Linked DNA regions of Sus scrofa: all the other regions are linked to region 1. Evidence: chromatin contacts called from public targeted proximity ligation data. All regions are on one chromosome and are shown on one strand. The core of a region is the stretch at or near the end of the contact, and the rest is flanking DNA. Distances in the headings are between cores, read along the strand shown.

Region 1 (2,756 bases), core at 114-2,613:
ATATGGAAGTTTCCAGGCTAAGGGTCAAATCAGAGCTGCAGCTGTAGGCCCACACCACAGTCATAGCAATGCGGGATCTGAGCTGCATCTGCAAACTATGTTTCAGCTTGCGGCAATGCCAGATCCTTAACCCACTGAGCAAGGCCAGGGATCGAAGCTGCATCCTCATGGATACTAGTGGGGTTTTTAAACCGCTGAACCACAGCTGAAACTCCTCAGGCCAGGCCACAACATTCTAATCTCTGCCTCTATCGTCACATCACCTCTGTTTTGTGTGTGGAACTCTCCTTCTGCCTCTCTCCTCCAAGAACACTTGTGATAGCATTTAGTACCTGCTGGGATTACCCAGGATATTTCCCCATCTCAAGGTCCTGAATCACATGGGCAGAGACCCTTTCCCTGCATCCTGAGTGGGTGAGTGTGTATGCAGATAAATATCTTTTACTCTTCAGTTAGCTTTCAGCCGACTGAGTCTTCTTGAGGGTCTAGACCCACTTCTAAGAAGTGGAGGAGAATGGCCTTTGGCTCTCACACTATTGTTGATGACCTCTCACCATCTGTGTGCCCTGGCCTGCCACCTCAGGACCGTCCCTTGTGTCCCCTGCCCTCTGTTCCACTGCTTATGTAGTGGCCTTGAAGTCACGGCTCACTGCTGACTCTAATCAGCAAACAAATCAGCAAGCAAACCAACAAATTCCCAGTTGTGTGAACTCAAGAGTACAAAGCAAAAAAAAAAAAAAAAAAAAGAGTTTCTATTGTGGCGCAGTGGAAAAGAATCTGACTAGGAACCATGAGGTTTCGGGTTTGATCCCTGGCCTCACTCGGTTAAGGATCTGGTGTTGCTGTGAGCTGTGGTATAGGTCGCAGATGCAGCTTGGATCTTGCGTTGCTGTGCCTGTAGCCAGACCGTCAGCTGTAGCTCTGATTCTACCCCTAACCTCCATATGTCACAAGTGTGGCCCTAAAAAGCAAAAAAAAAAAAAAAAGACACAGCAGCACAGAACCCAGCCCCAAGGGTCCCTTAAGAGCATGGGTCCATGGAGTCCCCTGGTGGTCTAGTGAGTTAAGGCTCCAGTGATGTGACTGTTGTGGCACAGGTTCCATCCTCAGCCCGGAACTTCTCTATGCCACAAATACCACCGGAAAAAAAAAAAAAAAAAGCATGAGTCCTTTTTCTGGGTGCTGGAACCTTGACTGCTGAGGTTCCCTGGTGCCAGAAAGTCTGCAGTGTCAGGACCTCAGGAACCTCCGCCCCAGAAAAGGTGATGTGCTCCTCTGGTAAACAATCATTGTTATCTCAGACTCAGGGGATGGCTGCTTATCAGGCAGTGCGTTCAATGACCTCACTCAGGAAAACAACTGCTCATCTGCCAGGTCCTAGGAACATTCCTGAACTAGTGAAGACTGCAAAATCAATAGCTAAGAACGCTGCAGCTTGGCTTTGGAATTATGACTATGTCTGAGAACTCCCCCCCCCCGCGCCCCCCGCCCCCCAGGGAAACAATTGTGGAGTGAGTTCAGTCATTAACACACCGAGCCTGGAGGAAGAAAAGGGCAGGACCCACACTCACATGGCTTTCTCTGGTGAGTCTGGACGTGCCCAGCTTCAGAGGCTCAGGAATGAGGGTTGCTCTGACTAAACCAGACACTTTGACACTGAATCCCCAGAGTCTGTGACCTAAGGTCTTCATCCTTTCACTTCCTTTTTTTTTTTTTTTTTTTTTTTTTTTGTCTTTTTGCCTTTTCTAGAACTGCTTCCCTCGGCATGGAGGTTCCCAGGCTAGGGGTTGAATCGGAGCTGTACTTGCCGGCCTACACCAGAGCCACAGCAGCACGGGATCTGAGCTGAGTCTGCGACCTAGTGACCTACACCACAGCTCATGGCAACGCCGGATCCTTAACACACTGAGCAAGGGCAGGGATCGAACCCGCAACCTCATGGTTCCTAGTCGGATTCATTAACCACTGTGCCACGATGGGAACTCCATTCCCTTTTCTTCTTTGCGCACATTCTATCATTGTGTACATGAATGTATGATACACATGCAATTGTGACAAAGATGCAGACGTACGCAATTTACAATGAGAAAAATTCCAAAGTGGTATTTTTCTTTTTTCTTTTTTTCTTTTTTTTTCTTTAAACGGCCACACCTGTGGCACATAGAAGTTCCTGGGCCAGGGGATGAATTGGAGCTGCTGCTGCCAGGCTACACCACAGGCACAGCAGTGCCAGATCCGAGCCTTGCCTGTGACATACAGGGCAGCTTGTGGCAACGCCAGATCCTTAACCCAGTGAGCAAGGCCAGGGGTTGAACCCACATCCTCGTGAATACTAGTCAGGCTCTTAACCTGCTGAGCCACAATGTGAACTCCTTTTTTAAAAATTTTTTTCATGGAGTTTCCATCATGGCTCTCTGACTCGTATCCATGAGGACACAGGTTTGATCCCTGTCCTCACTCAGTGGGTTAAGACTCCAGCATTGGCTGTGGTGTAAGATACAGACACAGCTCAGATCCTGCATTGCTGTGGCTGTGGCATAGGTGGGCAGCTATAGCTCCGGTTTGACCCCTAGCCTCGAAACCTCCATATGATGCAGGGGCATCCCTAAAAAGACAAAAAAATTTTTTTCAATTTTTTAATAGCCGCATCTGCTACATATGGCAGTTCCTGGGCCAGGGGTTGAACTGGAGCCACAGCTGTGACCTAGGCCACAGCTGTGGCAACTCCAGATCCATAATCCACTGCTCGGGCTAGG
Region 2 (2,756 bases), core at 156-2,655, 600 kb after region 1:
GTTCCTATCTCTCAAGCTTCAAGGTGTCGCAGGAAGAACTGTCAAGATCTTGCTCCCAGGTGATGTTATAAAATGTTTGTGTAAACTCTAGGAGTTCCCGTCGTGGTGCAGTGGTTAACGAATCCACCTAGGAACCATGAGATTGCGGGTTCAATCCCTGGCCTCGCTCAGTGGGTTAAGGATCCGGTGTTGCTGTGAGCTGTGGTATAGGTTGCAGATGTGCCTGAGATCTGGCGTTGCTGTGGCTGTAGCCAGTGGCTACAGCTGTGATTAGACCCCTAGCCTGGGAACCTCCATATGCCGCAGGAAGTGGCCCTAGAAAAGCCAAAAAAAAAAAAAAAAAAAAAAAAAAAAAAACTCTAAAGAAGAAAATTCACCTGGGAGTCCTGTACCACCTTGTGCCCTCTGAGTGTGTTTCCCCCGATTCAGGAAAAGAGGGAAATAGGAAAATCTTAGTAATGACTGGTTTGGCAGAGAACCTTGGGCTTTAAATACTTCCGTTTCAGACTCTTTAGGGAGACCGGAGAATGCTGTGGAGAGGTTCATGTAGCCTGTGTAAGCCACGTGCTTTGCAGGTCAGAAGCCCAGCAGATGTTGGCTCCTCAGCCCTCGTTAAATGCGTTTGGTTAATGTGTTGCTCGTAAAGTGTCCTTTTACTGCATGGTTCCCACGCCTGTGATGACCAGGAAGGAGGCGTTCTCATGGGGCTCAAGGACCTCCTTATTTTGGCCATCGTGAGGAGCCAGGTAGGAGGTAGTTTCCATCGTGCTTAATTATGTGTCAACTAGGACAGCTGTAAAATGGAAATGACTATCATTACTGAGCTCAGCAGCTTCAGAGAAACTGAGTGTCCACTTCTTTTTTTTTGGTCTTTTTGCCATTTCTTGGGCCACTCCCACGGCACATGGAGGTTCCCAGGATAGGGGTCAAATCAGAGCTGTAGCCGCCGGCCACAGCCACAGCCACAGCAACACAGCAACGCGGGATCTGAGCCGCATCTGCAACCTACACCACAGCTCACAGCAATGCTGGATCCTTAACCCACTGAGCGAGGCCAGAGATCGAACCCGAAACCTCATGGTTCCTAGTCGGATTCGTTAACCACTGCGCCACGACGGGAACTCCTGATGGTCCACTTCTGTAGCGAATTTCACCTGCCATCCCATCCCAACACTACCAAATTACTGTTTACACAATTTGCAGTAATCCGAGCACTTACCCAATAAATGTGTTTGGCTAAAGAAATGCATAGTTGGGATTTGGGCTACAACTTTCATTAATTTCATCTGGTTTTTGTTTCCCTTCTTGTTGGAATTGATTGGGGGTGCCTGGAAGTCCAGGCTTATGAAGACAATGAAAATGCTCAGCATAGGCACAAACAGCTGTAACAGGTCTGTCCAGGAGGCTGCCCATTAGGGCTGAGACTAGAGTTTTACTGCCCTCTTGTGGTTAAAAGTGGCACCTGCTTTTGAAGTAGAAGGCCCTTGGTTTTTCTCAAGATCATCTGTTGATTAAAACCATGAAATGAATGGACATAAAATTATGAGCAATCATAGAGCTTTCAGTCCAAAATAGTTATTCATCCCAGCTTCTAAAAAAATCCCCAGGAGTTCCCATTGTGGCTTAGTGGTAACAAACATAGCTAGTATCCATGAGGATGCGGGTTCAATCCCTGGCCTGGCTTAGTGAGTTAAGAATCCATCCTTGCTCTGGCTGTGACGTAGTCTGGCAGGTGCAGCTCCAATTCGACTCCTAGCCTGGGAACTTCCATTTGCCACACATGCAGCCCTAAAAAACAAAACAAACAAACAAAAAAAGAATCCCAACAGAAGTCCTGTAAATTCAGGCACCAGCCTTTCTCAATGTCAAATGACAAGCTCCTACAGTGGCCTGAAATGATATAAAATTGAGAGGGTCAGGGGAGTGGGAAATGCCACTGCCTCTTGTAGAGTAATATCATCATTAAATTATAGCCTCTGGTCATGACTGTACATCATGCAGCCAATGGTGAATCCTATTCTGAAACAAAGATATTTGACGTACAACTATTAAATTAAGTCTGCTATTTCGTTAATCTTATATCCTTTGCAATACATCTGGGGCATTCAGGTGCCCTAATAAATGTTAGCTGAGGTACAGTGAATGGTCCTCCTTTGCCCTCTGTTCAGTAACTCAGAATATTTACACATGTGGTCTGACAGTGAGATAGTTTTTTTTATCTTTGAAGACATGCTGTTCTGTAATTTTTTGTCTTTTTTTTTGCCATTTCTTGGGCCTCTCCAGCGGCATATGGAGATTCCCAGGCTAGGGGTCCAATCGGAGCCATAGCCACTAGCCTACGCCAGAACCACAGCAACTCGGGATCCAAGCCTCATCTGCACCCCACACCACAGCTCATAGCAACGCCGGATCCTTTACCCACTGAGCAAGGCCAGGGACCGAACCCGAAACCTCATGGTTCCTACTCGGATTGTTAACCACTGCGCCACGACGGGAACTCCTATTCTGTAATTGAATGCAATTTAATTGAGACAGATAGAAACAGGATTGAGAGAAATAGGCTTAAATATCCCCAAGAAAACTCATGAGCAATCATCCCAAATTGTTCATATATTTCTGCTAGTATGAGTTGAATCTGGATGCTCAGAAGATATTTTACTTGCTAAAAGAATTAGCAGAAAATGGGAGTTCTTGTTGTGGCGCAGCAGAAACAAATCCGACTAGTATCCATGAGGATGCTGGTTCAATCCCTGGCC
Region 3 (2,756 bases), core at 83-2,582, 560 kb after region 1:
TTACTACAGTTCATTTGTTGGAGCCTCTTAGGAATGACATCATCTGTGTTAAGAACATGGTAACAGTCCTTGTAAGAACTGTCAGTGAAAAAGGCATAGAAGAAGCAGTACTGAATTTTGCCTTCTACTGACTTATAAGAGGGGGGCGTGGGGGGCGGGGGGTAGGGGGTGGCGGCTGGCAGTTATTTTTGAGTGGACACCTGGTTTCAGAAGTCCTAAATTCCATGCAGTGGAGAAAGAAATCAACATTGAAGGCACAGGATTTCTATTTGATTGGATCAGTAATTATTTGCAATAATCCACTGCTTTCCACACTTAGACTATCTCCAAACTTAGAGATAGTCTTGAGGATGAGAGGGGACGTCACCCTCAAATGAAGAAGCATTTGGTCTGTGCAGGATGATAGGTTATGTCAGGCAGATTATGACACTTTGCAGTGGAGCCAGTCAATCCCGCTTTGTCACAACTCCGGTGATCCTGGCTATAATTACACTTGGGTGTGCCATATTTCTTTCGGCTTCATCTAAAGAATGACAGACACTATAATGTCCACATCCCTTGGAATGTTGTTTTGGTAACACCTTTAATGAGATATAATTCATATGCCATACAGTTCACCCATTTAGAGTACACAATTTCAAGGTTTTAATGTCTTCACAGAGTTGTGCAACTGTCATCACAATCTATTTGGAACATTTTTATTACCCCCCAAAAGAATCACAAGGAATTCCCTTGTGGTGCAGTGGGTTAAAGATCTGGGGTTTTCACTGTAGTCGCTCAGGTCGTTGCTATGGCATGGGTTCAATCCCTGGCCGTGGATCTTCTACATGCCATGGGCACAGCAAAAAAAAAAAAGAACCATGCAACTCTTACTGTCATTCCCATGATGATCATCCTTTAGCCCCACATACCCTATATGTTTGCCCATTTGGGACATTTCATATAAATGAAATCAGATACTACTTGGGGGGTTTTGTGACTGACTTCCTCCACTCAGCATGTTTTCAAAGTTCATCCTTGTAGTAACATATATCAGTACTTCATTTCATTTTATGGGCATTTGTATTATTTCCACTCTGAAGCTACTGTGAATAATGCTGCTATAAACATCCCTGTACATGATTTTAGGAGGACGTATGTTTTCCTTTTTCTCAATATTTACCTAGGAGTGGAATTACTGGGTCAAATGGTAACTCTTTGGTTCACTTTTTGAGGAATAACCAGGCTACTTTCAGACTACTTTCAAATAACCAGGCTACTACAGCAAAGTGACCCAGTCATTCATATAAACTTCCACTTTACATTCCCATCAGCCACATATGAGGGCTCTGATTTCTCAACACTTGTTACTATCTTAGACTCTTTGTTTATAGCCATCCTGGTAGGTGTAAAGTGGTATCTCATTGTGGTTTTGAGTTGCATTTCCTTGATGACTAATGATACGAAGCATTTTTTCACATGCTTACTGGCCACTACATATTTATTTGGAGAAATTCGATTCTAATGGTTTGCCTTTTTAAAAATTTTTTCCATTATAGTTGATTTACAGTGTTCTGTCAATTTCTGCTGTAGAACAAAGTGACCCAGTCATACATATATATCTACATTCTTTTTCTCACATTATCCTTGTTTTTGGCCATACCCACAACATGCAAAAGTTCCCCAGCCAGGGATCAAACCCATGCCATGGCAGTGACCCAAGCCATAGCAGTGACAACCTGGATCCTTAACTGCAAGGCCACCAGAGAACTCCTCTTTCCCTATTTTTGGTTGGGTTATCTGTCCTTTTATTATTGAGTTATGAGTTCTTTATATAATCTAGATAAAAATCCTTTATCAAATATGATTTGCACTTTTTTTTTTATCCTTTGGGTTGTCTTCTCACTTTCCTGATAATATTCTTTAAACAGTAAAAAAAAAAATTTAATTTTGATGAAGTTTAATTTGTCTATTTTTTTTTCTTTTGCTATTTGTGCTTTCGGTATTGCCTATAAAACTTCAGTGCCAAATCTGAACTCAAGATGATTTATTCCTGTCTTTTTCTACGAGTTTTGTACTTTCAGTTCTTAAATTTTTAGGTAGTAGATCCTTTTTGAGTTAACTTGTTTTTATGCAGTCTGAGTTGAGAATCCAGCTTTATTCTTTGGCATGTGGCTATCCAATTGCCCCAGAATCTTTTGTTGAAAAGCCTCTTCTTTCTCATTCAGTAGTCTTGGCACCTTTGTCAAAAATCAGTTGGCCATATGTTGCCAGTTCAATCCCCATCCTGGAGCAGTGGGTTAAGGATCTGGCATTGCCTCAGCTGTGGTATAGGCCCAAGATGCAGCTCGGATTTGATCTCTGGTTGCATCCACATGGGGGACTTCCACATGTTTGTGGGTGTAGCCAAAAAAGGAAAAAAAAATCAATTGGCCATAAATACATGGGTTTATTTCTAGATGCCAATTTGTATTCCATTGATCTGTATGTCTATCCTATGCCAGTCCCACACTGTCTTGATTACCTTGGTCCTTGGAATGTTTTTAATTCACGAAATACATGTTATGAAAATGCAAAATTGTGTACCACTTTTATGTTAGCTGCCAAATCATGTACCCAATTTTTAAATCAGACTCTTTAGTCCTGCTGTCTAGTAATATAGATAGAATATACAAACACATTGTTTCTAATGCATATTAATAAGATGGGCATTTTGAGAAAAATGTTTATTATTTTCTTTTTTTTTTTTTTTTTTTTTTTTGCTGGAGCAGTTTGCT

Evidence for each region.
Region 2: a contact with region 1 is called in a targeted proximity ligation map of alveolar macrophages. A contact is called at or near these places in 8 of 47 Hi-C or Micro-C datasets (embryonic fibroblasts, epiblast stem cells, fetal skeletal muscle and 4 more) and 1 of 2 datasets of targeted methods (alveolar macrophages).
Region 3: a targeted proximity ligation map of alveolar macrophages shows a contact between it and region 1. A contact is called at or near these places in 1 of 47 Hi-C or Micro-C datasets (embryonic fibroblasts) and 1 of 2 datasets of targeted methods (alveolar macrophages).

What each region holds. Positions count from the first base shown.
Region 1 is chr4:54,986,973-54,989,728 of Sscrofa11.1, forward strand. No RefSeq gene overlaps it. Among named protein-coding and RNA genes, the nearest start is that of IMPA1, 44 kb to the left of the region's middle.
Region 2 is chr4:55,584,011-55,586,766 of Sscrofa11.1, forward strand. All of the region lies in intron 3 of PAG1 (phosphoprotein associated with glycosphingolipid-enriched microdomains 1), which reads left to right. Among named protein-coding and RNA genes, the nearest start is that of PAG1, 130 kb to the left of the region's middle.
Region 3 is chr4:55,543,774-55,546,529 of Sscrofa11.1, forward strand. All of the region lies in intron 2 of PAG1 (phosphoprotein associated with glycosphingolipid-enriched microdomains 1), which reads left to right. Among named protein-coding and RNA genes, the nearest start is that of PAG1, 94 kb to the left of the region's middle.